Regions from separate parts of the Canis lupus genome. Here region 1 is linked to region 2. Evidence: chromatin contacts called from public Hi-C data. All regions are on one chromosome and are shown on one strand. Each heading gives the region's core, a stretch centred on a gene start, on an enhancer-like site or on the middle of the called end of the contact. The rest is flanking DNA. Distances are from core to core; before and after follow the strand shown. Region 1 holds the start of DMAP1 (DNA methyltransferase 1-associated protein 1). Region 2 overlaps RNF220 (E3 ubiquitin-protein ligase RNF220).

Evidence for each region. A called contact is a pair of places that touch in the nucleus more often than the background predicts.
Region 1: a contact with region 2 is called in a Hi-C map of skin fibroblasts, with 5 times the contacts expected there. The contact joins the promoter of DMAP1 here to the enhancer-like site in region 2. A contact is called at or near these places in 3 of 9 Hi-C or Micro-C datasets (amygdala, blood and skin fibroblasts).

The regions. Positions count from the first base shown.
Region 1 is chr15:16,178,125-16,183,124 of UU_Cfam_GSD_1.0, reverse strand. DMAP1 (DNA methyltransferase 1-associated protein 1) reads left to right here and starts at 3,098. Exons shown (of 11, transcript XM_038558303.1): 1 at 3,098-3,190; 2 at 3,352-3,501; 3 at 3,873-3,964; 4 at 4,219-4,414. The coding sequence starts at 3,397. It also overlaps the pseudogene LOC100684830.
Region 2 is chr15:15,808,408-15,813,483 of UU_Cfam_GSD_1.0, reverse strand. All of the region lies in intron 2 of RNF220 (E3 ubiquitin-protein ligase RNF220), which reads left to right. Among named protein-coding and RNA genes, the nearest start is that of TMEM53, 77 kb to the right of the region's middle. Within about 2 kb of position 2,388, at least 2 of the 20 cell types and tissues checked have an H3K27ac peak or open chromatin away from gene starts, as enhancers often do.

The DNA of each region.
Region 1 (5,000 bases), core at 1,849-4,348, 370 kb before region 2:
AAAGCACACACTCACCTGCTGGGGACGAGGAGACCCACTGCCATGGCTAAGGAGTGCACAGTCTGGGGGAGGAGCCTGGGTGGAGGTGGGAGAGGAAGAAGAGGAAAGGGAGGAGGGAGCCAGGCCAGGCACTCAGGAGCTCTGGTCTACTATTTCTAGGCCCAGGTGAGGAGGGATGGGCTACCAGGTCCCTTTGAAATTCTGCTTCCTCTATCCCCATCCAATGGGTTCCCGATTCCACTGCCTCCCCCCTGGTTCTCCTGCCTCCAGCTCTGCCCTCCCCACTGGCAGGCCAGCCAGCCTGCTCCCAAGCAGTGGCTTCCTGCTGTTCTTAGGGTTAAGTAAAACTTCCTTTAAAGTTGGCTCTGGGGACACCTGGGTGGCTCAGTGGTTGAGGTCTGCCTTCAGCTCAGGCCATGATCCCGGGGTCCTGGGATCGAGTCCCGCATAAGGCTCCCTGCATGGAGCCTGCTTCTCCCTCAGCCTGTGTCTTTGCTTCTGTCTCTCTGTGTCTCTCATGAAATTAAAAAAAAAAGAAGTTGCAGCCCCAGAGTGTCCCCACCTGAAGTCCCTCCCCCTGGCTCCTCACTCACTAGGTCACTGTAGTGCGAGAGCCTCTCCAGAAGTGATGCTGTGATCCCACAGAGGATTGGCTGGGTGAGTACAGCGGAGCAAGCCCCTCTCTGGATTGACGGTGGAACCTGTTGCCACCTGTAGTCTGGTTGAGGAAGTGTGGGCAGTGGCTCCTCTGAGGGTCAAGAGAGAGGCATCCTTCTCTTGTCCCCGTCTCCCAATCCTTGGACTCAGCTTCCCCAGGGGATGAGAAGCTCTGGACCGGTCATCCGGGGACCTTCCCAATGCCATCAGCTACTTGTTATTCTTCCTGCCTGAAACATTCCTTCTCCAGGTATGCTGTGCGGCTGCTTGCAGCAGTTAAACCTCAGCTCAGATTTCGGGGAAGGTTTCCCTGACCGCACTACTAAAGTAGTCCCCTATCCTATTACCCTATTTTATTTTTTTCGTAGCTCTCGTCACCATCAAAATGTACATTGTTTTATTGTTTATATGCTCAGTGTTTCTCTTCTCCCACTAGATATAAGCCCCACCCAGGGACATTTGTATTTCATTCACCCACTGCATCCCCAGAGCCTAGAACAATGCCTGATACACACATATATTTACATACCATGATTCTCATGGAAAAAATCTATCAGGGGTAGGGCACCTGGGTGGCTCAGTCAGCTAAGCATTGGACTCTTGATTTCAGCTCAGGTCGTGATCTCAGGGTTGTGAGATGGAGCTGGCATCGGGCTCTGCACTGGGCATGAAGCCTGCTGAAAATTCTCTCTTGCTCTCTCCCTCTGCTCCCCCACTACACCCTCACTCATGTGCTTTCTCTCTCTCAAAAAAACAAAAACAGGGATCCCTGGGTGGCGCAGCAGTTTGGTGCCTGCCTTTGGCCCAGGGCGCGATCCTGGAGACCCGGGATCGAGTCCCACATCGGGCTCCCGGTGCATGGAGCCTGCTTCTCCCTCGGCCTATGTCTCTGCCTCTCTCTCTCTCTCTCTCTCTCTGTGACTATCATAAATAAATAAAAATTAAAAAACAAACAAAACAAAAACAAACACCCCCAATAAATTTCAAAACAAACTCTTTTTGGGGAGATATATATTAAACAAATAATTACACAACTAACTACAAGTAGAGTCAAGTGTTTGAGGCAGAGGTGCAGGACTCTTTCCCATTGCTCTGTCCACTTCTGGCTGCAAGGACCATTCTCTTCTCCTGTGGGCAATTTCTGTAGCAAGACACTGGCTTTGCCTAGGAACTGTCTAGAGCCCACAGGTTTCACCCAGGAATCAGGTCTCTGGAAGAGGGCAAGGTTTCTACCTCCAGGCCCAGTTCTCCAAAGTTGTGGGGTGTAGCTGGGCTTGCAGCTGCAGCTGCTGTGTCCCTGTCTCCTCCAAGCCAGAAGAGGCTGCACACGGAGAGTTAACTTGCAGAGGCTGTGTGCCCTCCCGTCCCTGCTTGGTTCCTTGGCAGGCCGGCCTGGGGTGTGGTCTCCCCAATGCCTTAGGAAGCCTTCTTCCATGTTTGCAGGCGGGGATGCTGAGGCTGAAGTCTGAGCGCCTTTCTCTTTCCTCCTGCCCTCCTCAGGCGGTCCTGTTCTAGACATCTCTCTCTCCAGGGAGATTAGTTTCTTCCCTCAAAAGAGTTGTTCTTCTTCTTTTTCTTCAAGATTTTATTTATTCATGAGAGACACACAGAGAGAGGCAGAGACACAGGCAGAGGGAGAAGCAGGCTCCATGCAGGGATCCCCATGGGGGACTCGACCCCGGGACCCTGGGATCACGCCCTAAGCCAAAGGCAGACGCTCAATCCCTGAGCCACCCAGGTGCCCCTTGAAAAGAGACTTGTTGGGGCGCCTGGGTGGCTCGGTTGGTGGCCTCCTACGGTGACCCGGGGGGCCTGGGATGAGCCCCACAGCGTGCTCTCTGCTCAGCGGGAGTCTGCTTCTCCCTCTCCCTCGGCCTGGTGCTCCCCCTGCTTGTGCGCTCTGTTAAATAAATAAAATCTTAAAAAAAAAAAAAAATCAAAGAGACTTCCTCCCTGCCCCCTGCTTGGCTGCAGTGCAGGCCGCCGCCGCCGGGATGCCCGCCCTGACCCGCTGGTCTCTTCGTCTCGGGCGCTCAGCGCCGGGCCTGGTACACGCTTAGCATTTCAGGGACAGGGGCGATTAACACCACTGATTCATTTAATAAAAAAAATTTTTTTTTTTTTAAACGTGCCAGGCTACTTGCTGATGTGTTGCGTGGACTGTCGGTGCCTCATTTAAGCAGGTGCCAGCACGATTTCCGTTTCGCAAGCGAGACGGGTGCGGAGGAATCAGGCGACTTGCAAGGTCACCGAGCGCTGTTCCTGCGGCGCAGGGCGCGGCGGAGCTACGGCGAGGCAGGGACGCCGGGGGCGCCGGGGGCGCCGGGGGCGCCGGGGGCCCGGGAGCCGAGGCCGCGAGCCGGGGCCCCGCAGGGTGCGGCTTCCCCGCGAGGCTGCCAGCCGGCCCCATTTCCGCGCAGCGCACACCGGAAGTGCTCCTGCCGGCGGAGTTTCGAGGGCGCACGGCCGGAAGTTTCTGTCCGCGGGTCTGCGGGGAGAGGCGAGCGGCGGCGGCGGCCGTCGGGGGATCCGGGTGCGGAGGCTCTGGGCCTGGGCGGCGGGCCGGGCCGCGAGGGAGACCCCGGCGGAGCCCCGCCCCGCGCCCGCTGCCCTCCCGCCGGCGGCCCGCCTCTCCCCGCTCCCGGGGGGCTGCAGTGGCTCCGCCCCCCTCACCCGAGCCTGCTCCCTCCCCAGGCGCTGACCCCTGACCTCGGGGCGCTCCCCCTGCTCTCCGGCGCGATGGCCACCGGCGCGGATGTGCGGGACATCCTGGAACTCGGGGGCCCAGAGGGGGACGCAGCCTCCGGGACCATCAGCAAGAAGGACATTATCAACCCGGACAAGGTGGCGGGGCGGCCGGGAGCCTTGGGTCCTGGGAGGGGGGCGGGGGGCAGAGCGGTGACGTCAGGGGACGGAGACCGTGTGCTGCCTCGGCGAGGTGTGGGGCACGCGTGGGAACCGGCGCGACCCCGTCAGCGATGAGCGGAGCAGCAGAGACGCTTGTGGGGTCGGGGGGTGGTGGCCCCAAGTCGCTGCCACCTGCCGAGAGGCGGTGGAAACGGATCTCCTAGTCGGACGGGTCGGAGGAGTGCCCCCGGGCGCGCTTTCATAGCCCGCCCTTGCCTGTGGCGGGGATTGAGCTCTAGCCTAGCTAGAGAATTTCAGGGAAGGAGGGGTCCAGGCTGTGCTTCCTATCCTGTGGCTTCCCTTCTCAGAAAAAGTCCAAGAAGTCCTCCGAGACACTGACCTTCAAGAGGCCCGAGGGCATGCACCGGGAGGTCTACGCGCTGCTCTACTCCGACAAGAAGCAAGTATTGGAACCCCACAGCCCCGGGCCTGGTCCCCCCTCCCCCGGCGTGCCCCCGTCTCCTGGTTTTCTCTGCTAGTTCTCTCCCTGCCGGCCCTCCCCGGCCAAGCCTCCCATTTGCTTAGCAGGGTGCAGGAGGAGCCCAGGCTTCCCACTCCAGGATGCGACTTCCTCTAGGGTGGCTCAGCCTGGGCCCAAAGGTTCCCTACACACCTCCGACTCTAAGCTCTCATCTCTCCGAACCTTGCTGCCAGGGATGCACCCCCGCTGCTACCCAGTGACACTGGTCAAGGCTACCGCACGGTGAAGGCCAAGCTGGGCTCTAAGAAGGTGCGGCCCTGGAAGTGGATGCCATTCACCAACCCAGCCCGCAAGGATGGAGCTATGTTCTTCCACTGGCGACGGGCAGCTGAGGAGGGAAAGGACTACCCCTTCGCCAGGTTCAATAAGGTGAGCCACCGCCATTCAGACGTGGGCCAAGGTTGCTCACCCCCTCTGAGCGCCTCCTGTGAGCTCTCAGCCTCCTGGGGTTGGCTCCAGAGGCGCACTCAGTCTGTGTCTCAATCACGGCTACCGGCTCCGTCCACATGACAACTGCCTGCCAAGTGAGACTTTGTGGGTCTCTTCTGCCTGTGGGATCCTGTCCTTCCCTGGACCTGGTCTGGTTTTTGGTGGCTTTTCTTGGCCCTTCAAATGTTGCTGTTTGGTTCCTCGGAGCTGTGTCCTGGTCTCTCTGCACTTTCTCCCTAGCGTGTCTCATTTTCTCTGTGGCTTCAGTTGCCCCCTGTATGCCAGGGACCCCACCTAATATCTCTAGGCCAGAGTGATAACAGTCATTTACTTAATGTCTCTCTCTGAAGGCCCCGCAGGTACTTCAGATCAAGTGGGTATCCTTGAGCAGAACTCATCCATTCCCTTTCTTTCTCACTTTTTTTTTTAAAGATTTATTTATTCATTCATTCATTCATTCATTCATTCATTCATTCATGAGAAACACAGAGAGAGAGAGAGAGAGAGGCAGAGACACAGGCAGAGG
Region 2 (5,076 bases), core at 1,139-3,638:
GTCTAAGACCCTACCCTTCTCCCCACTCAGTCTCTGTTTCCTGATAGGGATTGCTTTGGCCGGATGTGTTTAATGTGGTTAGGATACAGCACCGGACCAAAGAAGCCAAAGTTTTCTTTTTTTTTTTCAAAGTTTTCATTTTTGTAGTCTTTTTTTTTTTTTTCAGTAGGCTCCATGTCCAACATGGGACTTGAACTCACCACCCTGAGATCAGCAGTCACACGCTGTGCCCACTAAGCCAGCCAGGCATCCCAAGAGATTCATTTCTAAGCTTACCAGCAGCAGACTTTGGACAAGTACTTTCACCTACCCCGATCTACAGAGACTTTCCCTACCTCAGGTGCTAAATATCCCGGGATATTAGTAATAACAACAGCAGCAATAATGATAGCAAACACTTGACATAAAGGGCTTAGATGTGCCAGGAACTACTCAAATGACTTGATGCATAACCCTGTGAAGCAGCTACTTCTATTCTTCCTATTTTACAGATGAGAAAACTGAGGCACAGGGGAGTGAAGGAATTTTTCCAAGGTCTCCAAAAGGGTCTTTTCCCATAAATGGTTGATGAGAAGTGATTTGTAAAACTATAGAGTTACTTTGTTTTTTGTTTTTTTTTTTTAAAGATTTACATTGGGGCAGCTCTGGTGGCTCAGGGGTTTAGCGCCGCCTTCAGCCTAGGGCGTGATTCTGGAGACCCGGGATTGAGTCCCATGTCAGGCTCCCTGCATGGAGCCTGTTTCTCCCTCTGCCTGTGTCTCTGCCTCTCTCTCCTTTCTGTGTATTCTCATGAATAAATAAATAAATCTTAAAAAAAATAAAGATTTATTCATTTATGATAGACACAGAGGGAGAGAGAGGCAGAGACACAGGAGGAGGGAGAAGCAGGCCCATGCCAGGAGCCTGCTGTGGGACTCGATCCCGGGACTCCAGGATCGTGCCCTAGACCAAAGGCAGACGCTAAACTGCTGAGCCACCCAGGGATCCCCTATAGAGTTACTTTGTAAACGTGGACATGTTCTAGAAACTAGTTTTCCTACGTAGAGCTACGTATAAATGGAGAAGGGGAGTGCTTTTTATTTTTTATTTTTTTTTAATTTTTTAAATTTATTTATGATAGTCACAGAGAGAGAGAGAGAGAGAGAGAGAGAGGCAGAGACACAGGCAGAGGGAAGAAGCAGGCTCCATGCACCGGGAGCCGGATGTGGGATTCGATCCCGGGTCTCCAGGATCACGCCCCGGGCCAAAGGCAGGCCCTAAACCACTGCGCCATCCAGGGATCCTGGGGAGTGCTTTTTAAAGGCAGAAGTGTTTGACACAGGTAGAAGTATTTTTTGTTATTCAGTGCCTCACGGTGTGAGAAATGGTTCTTCTCTGATTTGAGCCACTCCTGCACCCCAGAGTTGGAGAGTGGGTCACAGTGGGTAGTCCACCAGGGCAAAACCAAATAATTCCTATTTATAGTTGCATTCTTTCTTTAAAAATCACAAAATGGGGGGAACCCTGGGTGGCCCAGAGGTTTGGCGCCTGCCTTCAGCCCAGGGCGTGATCCTGGAGTCCTGGGATTGAGTCCCACATCCGGCTCCCTGCATGGAGCCTTCTTCTCCCTGTGCCTGTGTCTCTCCCTAATAAATAAATAAATCTTTAAAATAAAAATCACAAAATGTCCGACCTGTAATAATCAGCTTCTGTCGTTCCCGAGAGGACCAGATAGTAGACAGAGCTGGGAAAAGAGGAGGGCCTCTCAGAAAAACCTTGATTCAGGAAAAAAAAAAAAAAAAAAAAGCCCTAGAGGGTGCTTTGCTTGCTTCACTCCCCAGCACGCGCGCGCGTGCACACACACACACACACACACACTATATCCTCCTTTTTCACCTGCAATCAGGCTGGGCTAATGGATATACTTCCTCCCTGCCTTCTCCAACACCCCAAAAAATGGAGCCTTTAGGACGGAGAATATAGACCAAGGACAAGATTTCTCACTCTCTCCAGCAGAAAGGAAACTTCCAGAAAATGTGTGGGAATGCCTACCCTCAACCAGGCTGCTAAATTGCTTTTTCCCTCTGCTTGGGGCAAACGCCTGAGCTCTGCTGCTAAGGCGGGCCTGGACCAGCTTGATGAGGCAATTGTTCTCAGATCCTATTGCCCCACTGTTCTGGCTCAAACTGGTCTCTAGAAGAGTATGGCAGGGGGCCAGGAAGATTATCGGGGAGGCTGGGGGGACATTCAGTCCTGGGACAGGCCTGAAGCAATGGATGGTACAATTGTTGGATTTAGATTAAAGGGGCACGAGAGCTGGGCTGAGGCTGGTGTCAGGATATAGCTCTGACGGTGGGAACTGGGGTTATTTTGGGAAATTGGGAGTAGATTCAGGTTTAGGTTTAAATTTAGGAGTTGAGCTAGGTGGTGAGGCTGGGCAGACTCAGAAGACTGGAGTTAGATTTTGCTTCAGAGCTTCCCTGTAGACTGCCTGCTTCGTGCTGGTCTCCAAAAAGATGGAATCTCTACTAGGTACCCCATCCTCTGGTCTGGGATCTTTGTCGAGGAAGTGGGAGTGAGGGTGAGTGTTGGCTCTGGAAGGGAGGACAGACAGGGTCCCCCAGCTAGGGAGCTGTCTCCCCTAGGACCTTGCTACTCAGAGGGTGGTCACAGACCAGCAGCATCAGCTTTACCTGCGAACTCTTTAGAAATTCAAATAAAAAACAGTAATTCATGACTCCTGGGTGGCTCAGCGGTCAAGCGTCTGCCTTGGGCCCAGGGTGTGATCCTGGAGTCTTGGGATCGAGTCCCATGTCGGGCTCCCTGCAGGGAGCCTGCTTCTCCCTCTGCCTGTGTGTCTCTTGCCTCTCTCTGTGTGTCTCATGAATGAATAAATAAAATCTTAAAAAAAAAAATCTTTGGGACCCACCTCAGAGCTACCAAATCCAAATCTACATTTTAACGTGAACTTCCAAGAGTTCTGTTCACTTAAAGTTTGAGAAGCATCCGGGAAGCTTTTCTGGCAGAAAGGAGAGAGGCCAGGGCAGGAAGGCCAGAGGGCGTGGAGCCCCAGGGCCTCCTCCAGGGCCCCCTGCCAGGCACCCCCTCCCACTGCTGGAGCCACAGCGACACCTACTGGCCACGGGCACCTAGGCCACCCCCTCCAGGACATCTGGACCCCACGGTCCCGCCCTGCCTGGCCTCTACCCTGAAGCTGGCTTTCCTGAGATCTGGGGCTCTGACTTCCCCAGCTAGGCTGGAGCAGATGTAGGATGGACCCGGGCTTCAAATGGGTCAGGGCTGCATGCGGGCCAGGGCCCTGAGGCCTCCGTGTGAAGAAGGCAGGGCAAGTACACGGGTGCACAGGGCTCAGGACACACCCCGATCCCTGGTGTGCTCTCCACACTCAGCGACACAGAGCACATGCGTGCCCTCTTCTCCAGGCCCTCAGCCAAACGGGCAGGGTGCCACTTCCTAGTCCAACCAGCCTACAGCTGCTGCCCATCAAGGAGGTGGGATTTGAACCCATGTCTGAACGACTCTTCCCGGAAGCAGTCTTTTAGGAACTACAATTGAAAAGCAACTCGGAGAAGGCGAACAGCTAGGATATTTCTGGTGCAGGGTGGTGGTTGCTGGAGACTGAATTCCCGTGACAGGATTCTAGGTCAAAAGGGTAGACTGAGGCCAAAGGGCAGAGAAGTGAGAGGACGGGGAAGGAAGGCAACTCATTTCAAGGTAGGGCTCAGCTGACCCACCCCAGGGGACCTGACTGCTCCGGAGGGCCCTTGGCCCAGAGGGCACCCCCTCCCCACCCCGGGTGGGGAGAGAAGAGCCTCCTCTGGGTACCAGTCACCCCCTCACTCCCCTTCCTAGTCCCAGTTATTGTTGAACCCACACACCCCAGCCCCACCCTGGGCTGCTCTCAACTATGAGAAGGGGTTTGCTTGGGAACTAAATGATTGTGATTGCCCACCAGTGTCTGCCATTAGTGGTGATTAGTTAAAACATCAGAGTCTAAACAGTCAATTGGCTCTAATAATTAATACTATGGCTCAGCTGTGACTGTGAGCGCACGAGGTAAGAGAGAGGAAAAAGAGAGGGGGAGACAGGATGGGCAGGGCAACCTCAGCTCTGTAGCTACTACTTCTTGACCCACACGCCAGGTGCTGGGCCACGGTGCATCTGGCTCCTAATTCTGTGTGCTCACAAGACACTTTAATAAATTACTTCCCTGGGTTCTCATCATTGCCCTGTTAGTCTCCGCTTTACAGGTAAGAAAAATGAGGCACTGAAGGGAAAAGCTAGTAAATGCTCAGTAAACGTCAGGCGAGCGAACGGATAAATAAGTGAATGAAGTACCCAGCACTGACATTCAAACCCAGGCTAGCCTGACCCCAGAAAATCTGTGGGGGGGGGGGGGGGTTGGGAGGTGCTAGAAACTGCAGAGAAAGAAAGTACACACCCAGCCCTCTGTCCCACATCTTCTGCCCCTATACACACTCCCTCCTCTCTCCAGCACCTTCCCAATCCTGTCTACACACCCACTGTCACACCAAGGGCTCCCAGGCGCTCCCTCACACCTGCCCTCCTCTCTCCTCCTGCCTCTCCTGTGAACCTCTCCCTCGCTCAGGGGTTCACACCTCTCTCTCTCCCCCAACTGCTCTCTCTTTACACTGCTCCCTTCCGCTCACACACACACCCCCTCTGTCTCAGGGCCCTGTCTGTCCTCCCCAGTGCTGTGCTTCCAGCTCTTAGAAAACCACTTGGCCCATAGGCAGCACTCATGGAGTGTTTGGGAAATGAAATCAGGGACCCCCTGCTCCCCATGCCCTACACCCCCCCCCACACACCCCCGTGCACACAGGTGTCTGCTTCAGGCCTTCACCTGGAACCGGCCCCTCCAGGAGCAGGCCCCAGAGGCCTCCCACGGGGCAGTCTGGGCCAGGCGCTCACCTGTCCATGGGGCTCCGTGTCTGGGGGAGCTCCCATGCGGACCCCCAGGTTATCCTGGAGCAGGCTCAGCCGCTTCCCCACCCCCTCCCGGGCCAGGGAGCAGGATGGCTGTGTGTGCATTGCTATTAATCACCCCTCCTGGTC